2 separate regions of the Mus musculus genome follow, and region 1 is linked to region 2. Evidence: chromatin contacts called from public promoter capture Hi-C data. All regions are on one chromosome and are shown on one strand. Each heading gives the region's core, a stretch centred on a gene start, on an enhancer-like site or on the middle of the called end of the contact. The rest is flanking DNA. Distances are from core to core; before and after follow the strand shown.

Region 1 (4,106 bases), core at 818-3,317, 570 kb before region 2:
AAACAAGACCACGAAAACGGTCTTGCCAGTACTTGCTCTCATGTTTTCCTTTTGTACAATTTTAAAACTAAAATGTTCAAATCCGAATAAACTCCTTCCTTGTTTGTAACGGTCCTAAATTTAAGCTGCAGAATCAAAACCCAGCAAGAACCCTTTCCTCGAAAAATATTGGCAAATTCTCAGCTTATAAACAATGGACATTTGATTGCCATGTTTATCTCGATAAATACTGTACAAAAGTTGCTTGCAAATATTAAAACTTTTTTTTCATCGCCCGGAGTCTAGCTCTAAATATTACTGGTAAAGACTTTTGCGAACTCCCTGCGAAGCGCCTAACGTACCACTAGAACTTTAAAAAAAAGTTTTGCGTAGTTTTTTTCCTCCAGATCTATACATGGTCCGATTCCCCCGCCCTCCCCGCCGCCCTCAGGTTTTCTCTGTACAAAAATAGTCCCCCAAAAAGAAGTCCCAAGATCTCTCATAAAAGTTTTCTAGTCGGCATCACGGTTTTTGCGTTAATTTGGATGGGATTGGTGGTTTTTTTCCGCAGCTGTCGTTTCGCTGCGGAGATTTTTTTTCCTTTTGAGCATTATCAGATTTTTCCTACTCTCCTCTTTTTGCACCCCTCCCAATTCCCTTGTATCTCTTTGAAAATCTCTCCCCTTCTCCAGTTCGCAGTCCAGCCCTCACATGTGCGACAGGGGCAGTGTGCCGTTAATGGCCGTGCCGGGCACCGGGCCGCTCTGGTAGTGCTGGGCCATGTGCAGTCTACTGGGCGCAGCGGGCTCCGGCACCTCGGCGCCGGGGAGGTACATGCTGATCATGTCCCGGAGGTCCCCGGCCTGGCAGGGCGCCCTGGAGTGGGAGGAAGAGGTAACCACGGGGGGGCTGGAGCTGGCCTCGGACTTGACCACAGAGCCCATGGAGCCCAGCGCCATACCGGGGGTGCCCTGCTGCGAGTAGGACATGCTGTAGGTGGGCGAGCCGTTCATGTAGGTCTGCGAGCTGGTCATGGAGTTGTACTGCAGGGCGCTGACGTCGTAGCGGTGCATCGGTTGCATCTGTGCCGCGCCGTGAGCGTTGAGGCCCGGGTGCTGCGGGTAGCCCAGCTGCTCCTGCATCATGCTGTAGCTGCCGTTGCTCCAGCCGTTCATGTGCGCGTAGCTGTCCATGCGCTGGTTCACGCCCGCACCCAGGCCGGCGCCCACCCCAACCCCGCTCGCCATGCTGTTCCCGCCGGGGGCCAGCAAGCCTCCGGGAAGCGTGTACTTATCCTTCTTCATGAGCGTCTTGGTTTTCCGCCGCGGCCGGTATTTATAATCCGGGTGCTCCTTCATGTGCAGAGCGCGCAGCCGCTTGGCCTCGTCGATGAACGGCCGCTTCTCGGTCTCGGACAAAAGTTTCCACTCCGCGCCCAGGCGCTTGCTGATCTCCGAGTTGTGCATCTTGGGGTTCTCCTGGGCCATCTTACGCCGCTGCCCCCGGGACCATACCATGAAGGCGTTCATGGGCCTCTTGACGCGGTCCGGGCTGTTCTTCTGGTTGCCGCCGGTCGCCGCCGCCGTGGCGTTGCCTCCTCCGCCGCCGCCCCCCGAAGCTTGCTGCGGGCCCGGCGGCTTCAGCTCCGTCTCCATCATGTTATACATGCGGGCGCTGGGCGGGCGCGGCCCGCCGGCGGCCGCCAACCCTCGGCCCGGCCGGGACTGTGGGGGCCGCGCTCGGGGGCCGGGATGCAGGGGCCGCGGGCGGGGGCCTCGGCGTGCACGGCCCTGCGCGGAGATCTGGCGGAGAATAGTTGGGGGGAAGCGGAGCTCGAGACGGGCGAAGTGCAATTGGGATGAAAAAACAGGCGCTCTCCTCCTCGGGCCGCCGCGATTGTTGTGATTAGTTTTTGGAAAGGCTTAAGCCTCGGGCTCCAAACTTCTCTCCTTTCTTTCTCTCTCCTCTTCTTTCTCCCAGCCCTAGTCTTAAAGAGGCAGCAAAGTACTTTTCCCTTTTTGCAAACACTCTCTTCTCTGCCTTGACAACTCCTGATACTTTTTTGAACAAGTTAATAGACAACCATCCATGTGATGGGGGCTGTCAGGGAATAAATGGGTTTCCGGCGGCCAATCAGCGAGCGCCGGCTCCTGCGCCCGAGCCCAGCCTCGCCAGAGGGTTTTGCATGAAAGGGGGCGGGGCCTGCCGCGCCGCCGAGCCGAGCCCAGCAGAGCGCTGTGCCCCGAACCGCGCGGGGGAGGCGGGCCCGCAGCCGGCCGCTGGGGAACCTTTGTATCCCCCCCCCCCGCCCCCCGTTTTCAGCAACAGGTCACGGCGCACGCCTGTTCGAAGGAAGTGGGTAAACAGCACCAAGACGACAGCTCCTTTCCCCCATGCTACGGAATATTGGCTCTCTCTTGGATACATAAGGGTGGATGGGGCGCGGGAAGCTGGGGCCAGGGTGGGGCAAGGCCCATGGGTGGTTCAGGGCGACTGTCCAACTAGTATTTCAGGAAGCTGGCAGAGCCGGAGGTGGTGTGCCATTGTTTCTGCGCTCATCCGCGGCACTGCGCTCTGTCGCAGCCCCTCTTCCAACCTTGTCGCCAGCACCCACTCACCCCCTCTTCTCACCGTACAGACGAGAAGTTAGACCCAAGCCTCGGGCCTCAGCGCCCTCCTGGCTTCCGTGTCATCGGCTCGGTTCCCAAACACGAGTCCTCTGCCCATGTAGCTGACTGTAGAGCAGAGCTAGGACCAGGCCTTGTTCCCAGCCTTTTCCTAGGCCGACTCAGGTGTGGCTCAAGGAACCGCAGCACGTGTCCTCAACCCCTAATTCCCTACTCCACCAACCTGCCCCATCCAAAGGGTGCAAAGGCAAAGCTGGAACTCTGCTCCCGCTCTTTCTAACTCCCAACCCTGACACAAGAGGATTTTTAGTGGTGGCAGTTTCAGAGGAAACCTTGGGGACGAAAGCATCAACGGAAAGAAGCTCCCGAGTGCAGGGGATGGGGGGAGGGTCACGCAACTTCCTGGCATCCCACCGCGAGGCGCGGAGGTGGCATTTGGGCTGCGCTCACAAACTCCCTCCCACGCAGCGTTCTCAGGATGGGGCAGCGCAGCCGGCATTGCCCCTGCTGACAGGCACGGTGGTAGTCACGAAGGCCCGGCCGAGAGGCGCCGGGGCCTGGGAAGCGCGCGGGGTCCAGAGGTGCAGGTGCAGGCGGAGAGAAGGCCCGCCGAACCCGAGGAGCCGGCACCAAGCAAGCCCAGGCTGTGGGAGAATGGGCTGGGGGCGGGGGTAGGGGTTCAAGAATCTTGCCTGCCCAGGACCCGAGAGGGTAATTTTAGCCGATCTCCCATTGTCCAGACGTAAAGATTTCAATCGGCAGGCGCTCAAAAAGCCCAGAGCCACAGCCCCACGTCCGTTACAAATAGGTAGTTTTGTTTCTCTTGTTGTCGCTACACGGAGTCAAACAAAGCCCCGTCTAAGTTTCCTTCCACTCTCTTGTTGGAACCTTTGTGGCTAAAATGCACTTGGGTACAAAAGAGGGGAGAGAAGGAAGAAAGTCCTGATGCCATTTTTTTTTTTTTTTTAAATAAAGAGCTTAAACCATCAGGGTTACTTATTTTCTTTCTTTCTTTCTTTTTTTTCCCTGCAATACTCTCGCGGCCCCTCCTCCCCTCATCTACCCCAACTCTGCCTAAAGAAAACGTTCACAAGGGTATCTGCCGGCCACGCTCCGCTCATTGTCCTTACAAACTGCCCTGTTTATCCTTCCCTCTCTGCCCACCAACGCCTCTTCCCCACCCCCACATCTCCAATCCCCATTCTCCCAGGCTTGGCTGTTATTGTCACACTCAGCTAACTATGCCCACTTTAGACCCAGAAAAATTGTGGTAAAGAAATTCTGTAAACTTGAAATAAATAATTTCTTCTCTAGTCCACCCCTCTCACTGCCCCAGGTTCTCCTTAAGTTTTGGTTGCTTTAGTTCTTGGGAACCCGGAAAGGACTTATAGAAACGCGTAAATATTTGGGACTCTTCAAATTAAAGCATTGTTTTCTCCTTAATCGGGGTGTACTATTACGCTCAACACGAATCTCTGGAGACCAGAGCAAAGGTTGAGC
Region 2 (3,647 bases), core at 929-3,428:
ACAACAACAACAACAAAAGATGTCAGATGCTCACTAGAACTCTCCCCACAGGCGGTTTCTGAAATCTCTCCTTCACCTCTACCATTTAAAAAGTAAAGAGCTATCTCCACGAGCAGTGCTTGGGACACTACTCACATGTATGCAAAATGAGGGAGCCATTTGCCCAATGTATTGAACAGAAAAGGCAACTCAGACTGGATCAAAACTGAAAAGTACAAAATCCCTAAAAGAAAACCTAGGGCAAATCATTCATGCCATGGTTTTGTGTGAGACTCAAAGGCTCAGGTCAGAACAACAACAAAGAACCAAAAAGCCAGACAGCTGGACTTTATAAAAAGTTTTAGGATGCTGAACCTCGATACACACTACCAGCAGAGTAAACATGCATCACATAGATGGGAGAAATAATAGCACACCATATAAATGAGAAGTGATACCCAGAACACACAGAGAACTCCTGAATCTGAACAAATAAAAATCACTACCCAAAAAAAGGCAAGGGCAAAAGACTTGAATAGACATTTTTTCCAAAGATGCATATACATATTTATTAAGCATATAAAAAGGCACTCCATATTATTGATCAAAAGAAACTCAAGTCAAAAGTCCAATGAGTTACCACCTCATACTCATTAGGATGCCTGCAATTCAATAAAAACCCAGAAACTATCAAATATGGATGTGGATCGAGGCCCTCATCCACCAACTACCTTCCCTTTCAGGAATATAACAGTAACTACATTGCTCACCTTTCCTTTGCTGTGGCAAAATGACTGACAGAATTACCTCACATTGGAAAAATAACTGGCTCACAGTCTCAGAGCTGACAAGGCATAGTCGTCTGATCCCATTGTTTCTGGATGTGTGGTGAAGCAGAACCTTAGGATGGGGAATGTCGGACCTACCAGCAGAGATGAATGATGGCCAAGAAGCAAAGAAAGGGAGGAGCTAGAGACAAGAACCTGCTCCGCATAACTATGATTCAGCTACGTCCCCATCACCTCCCACCATCCACCAAGCCAAGAACCAACTGATCAATCCACTCATCTTCTTAGAGCCTTTCGATCCAGTTACCTTCCCAATACCCTACCTCTAACACATCCCTGCCATGAGTTCTTAACACACACACACAAACACACACACACACACACACACACACACACACACGAATCCATGCATGAGCCTCTGAGAGACAGCTCAGATTCAAAGCACGACAAGTGAAAGTCCAATCCTCACAGCATGCCTGGATTTCATGTCTGCCCACCTAGCCAGGAGAAAGGAATAAGTCTCTGCCTAGTTTCTGTACATCCATGCCCACAGACATGACACTCCCCACAGCTACACCACAGAAACAACCCATGAGAAACGGAAAGATAAGCAAAATATGATACATTCACACAATGGTCTTCTGACAACAAAGGGGAGAAGCTTGGGGAAGTAGCAGGCGAAGACTGGCAAGATTAACAGGAATTCATTGACAAAGAACAGCTACCTTAGTTTCTAGCTTCCCTTGGGGTCACATATGGCTTTTATATTCTCACAACTTACAGCCTTTATGCAAAAAGACAGCTCCTAGTCACTTTCCTTCTAGTCAAGTGCATTTGCCATGCTTAGGCCAAACAACCACATGCTGTGAGCAACACAGGTACAAGAAGCTCTTTTAATTACACAAATAGTAAGTCAGGCTAAAACAGGAGAGAAAAAATTCATGGTGAACACACAACAGGAGCTGTATTTTTAGTGAACAAATCTACATAGCCTGAAGCAGACATCAGGAAGGAAGATGGAAAAAAAAAAAAGACTGGAAAAAATCATTTTCCATATCGTTTCTGATGTTTATAGATCTAACTACGTTCCAAGCCAGAAGAAGAAAGATGTCTCTGCAGGCCATGAAGATCAGCCTTGTGGCTTCTTGACATCTACTGGCGACAGCCCAGGGTAGCAAAAGATGCACAGAAGACAAAATAAATGCCTCATGTGAAAAACAACGCTACTTCCACGGGGTGGGCGGAATAACCTATATAAAGCAAAGTTAGGGAGATAGGTTTTAGCGGGAAAGCCTGTTTTAGGGCCGGATATTGGACTTGCAAGTCAGGAATCCCGGGCAGAGGGCATGGCCAGTCCCGCCCCAGTCCGACCTCTCCGTCAACCGGAGTTGGTGAGGCCCTTTGTGCGGCACTTTGTGCGACAGTTCCGACGCACTTTACGGCGCCGCTGCCGTGTTGCGCGGCGCTAGTGGAAGTGGCGGCATCGCTGGCTCGGCCCTGTCGTTCTCCACAGCTGTACCGTGGCGGTGGGCTCGCGCTGGGATGAGCGCGCGGTGCCGAGCCGCGGAGTGGAGTCATGGTGAGTGGTCGGCGCTGACGGGCTCCGAAGGGGCGCTGGGCGGATACGGAGACTGACCTTTACTCCGGCCTCCGGTGGCTCCAGCTGACACCCCTTATCTGCTTGCAGGCAGGCACACGTTTGTGCCTCCTAGGAGGTCGGGCTGTTACCCCACTACCATCTCCGCACTCCTCCCCTCTTTACGGTGGAAATACCTTATGGGATCAGGGAGCCTTTGCAAGCACTGTTTCCAAATCCAGCAGAAATCTTATTTTCACCGGTCTTGTCTAAACTAGAAAGGGGTTCCAATGCCCAAGGGTTAAAGTTCTCTTCCATGGCTGAAAAATCACCATCTTACTGTTGTGGGTAAAGATGACTTACCCTTTTCTTCTTGGTGAAAATCCCATACTCTGACAATAAATTGTGGATAAAAATTGCAGTAGTTTAATTTTTTTTTTTTAAACAGGGTTTCACTTTGTAGTCCTGGAAGTCCCAGAACGTACAGAAATTCACCTGCCAATGTTTCCCAAGTCCGGGGACTAAATGCAAGCCGCCAATGTGCACCACGTCCAACTGCAGTAGTTTTAAAGACATATTTCTATTAGAAAAAAAAATGTTTCTTCCAGCAGACCCTGTGCTGCACTCTGTAAAGTCCCAGTTGCTTAGAGAGCTAGTCGCAAATTCGTGGGCAGCCTGGACAATTTTAGCAAGACTCCACCTCAGAATAAAAGTGTTGGAACTTTGAGAAAGGCTGGAGTTGTAGGCACCTTACCAGCATGAGACACACACTAGGTTCCATCCCTAATCCTGCCCCAAAAGGGAAAAAGAACCCACCTTTCACCAAAATGAAGGTCGTAATGAGTTTGGCTGCGGAATAGGTAGCAATTAAGAGTAGTAAAGACTTGCTCTTCTCCTCCATTACAGGCCAGCACAGTGGTAGCAGTCGGGTTGACCATTGCTGCTGCAGGATTTGCAGGTTTGTCTGTGGGTTGGGGGTGGAGCAGACTGGTTATGCATGGATTTGCTTATTCTGTTGCTTTTGGTTTTAGGCCGTTATGTTTTACAAGCCATGAAGCATGTGGAGCCTCAAGTAAAACAAGTTTTTCAGAGCCTACCAAAATCTGTAAGTGAACCTTCTTGCTAACTAACTTGCCTGTATTTGAAGCCTGGAGCTTGCCTGTAAGGTGAATTCCACAGGTCCATGGAGCTCAGTGTGGAGTTGTAAACCTTGCAATGGGCCACACTGGGAGTTGGTTTTCACATGTGACAACTGAGGGTGGGTGGCCTTTGCAGATTTAGAACGATAGCAGGTAGTTAGCAAT

Evidence for each region. Promoter capture Hi-C pulls out the DNA fragments that hold promoters and counts their contacts.
Region 1: a contact with region 2 is called in a promoter capture Hi-C map of neural stem cells. The contact joins the promoter of Sox2 here to the promoter of Dnajc19 in region 2. A contact is called at or near these places in 8 of 39 promoter capture datasets (the 3T3-L1 cell line, cranial neural crest, embryonic stem cells and 5 more), 1 of 15 datasets of contacts at CTCF or cohesin (stem cell-derived epiblast-like cells), 8 of 484 Hi-C or Micro-C datasets (adipose-derived mesenchymal stem cells, embryonic fibroblasts, nephron progenitors and 4 more), 10 of 115 datasets of contacts at active chromatin or transcription factors (SST interneurons, astrocytes, embryonic brain and 5 more) and 1 of 9 other capture datasets (embryonic stem cells).

The regions. Positions count from the first base shown.
Region 1 is chr3:34,647,956-34,652,061 of GRCm38.p6, reverse strand. It overlaps Sox2 (SRY (sex determining region Y)-box 2), which reads right to left and starts at 2,067. Exons shown (of 1, transcript NM_011443.4): 1 at 1-2,067. The coding sequence starts at 1,646. The coding sequence ends at 687. All of the region lies in intron 3 of Sox2ot (SOX2 overlapping transcript (non-protein coding)), which reads right to left. RefSeq lists a promoter at 1,830-2,580.
Region 2 is chr3:34,079,885-34,083,531 of GRCm38.p6, reverse strand. It overlaps Dnajc19 (DnaJ heat shock protein family (Hsp40) member C19), which reads left to right and starts at 2,178. Exons shown (of 6, transcript NM_026332.4): 1 at 2,178-2,346; 2 at 3,250-3,301; 3 at 3,375-3,448. The coding sequence starts at 2,344.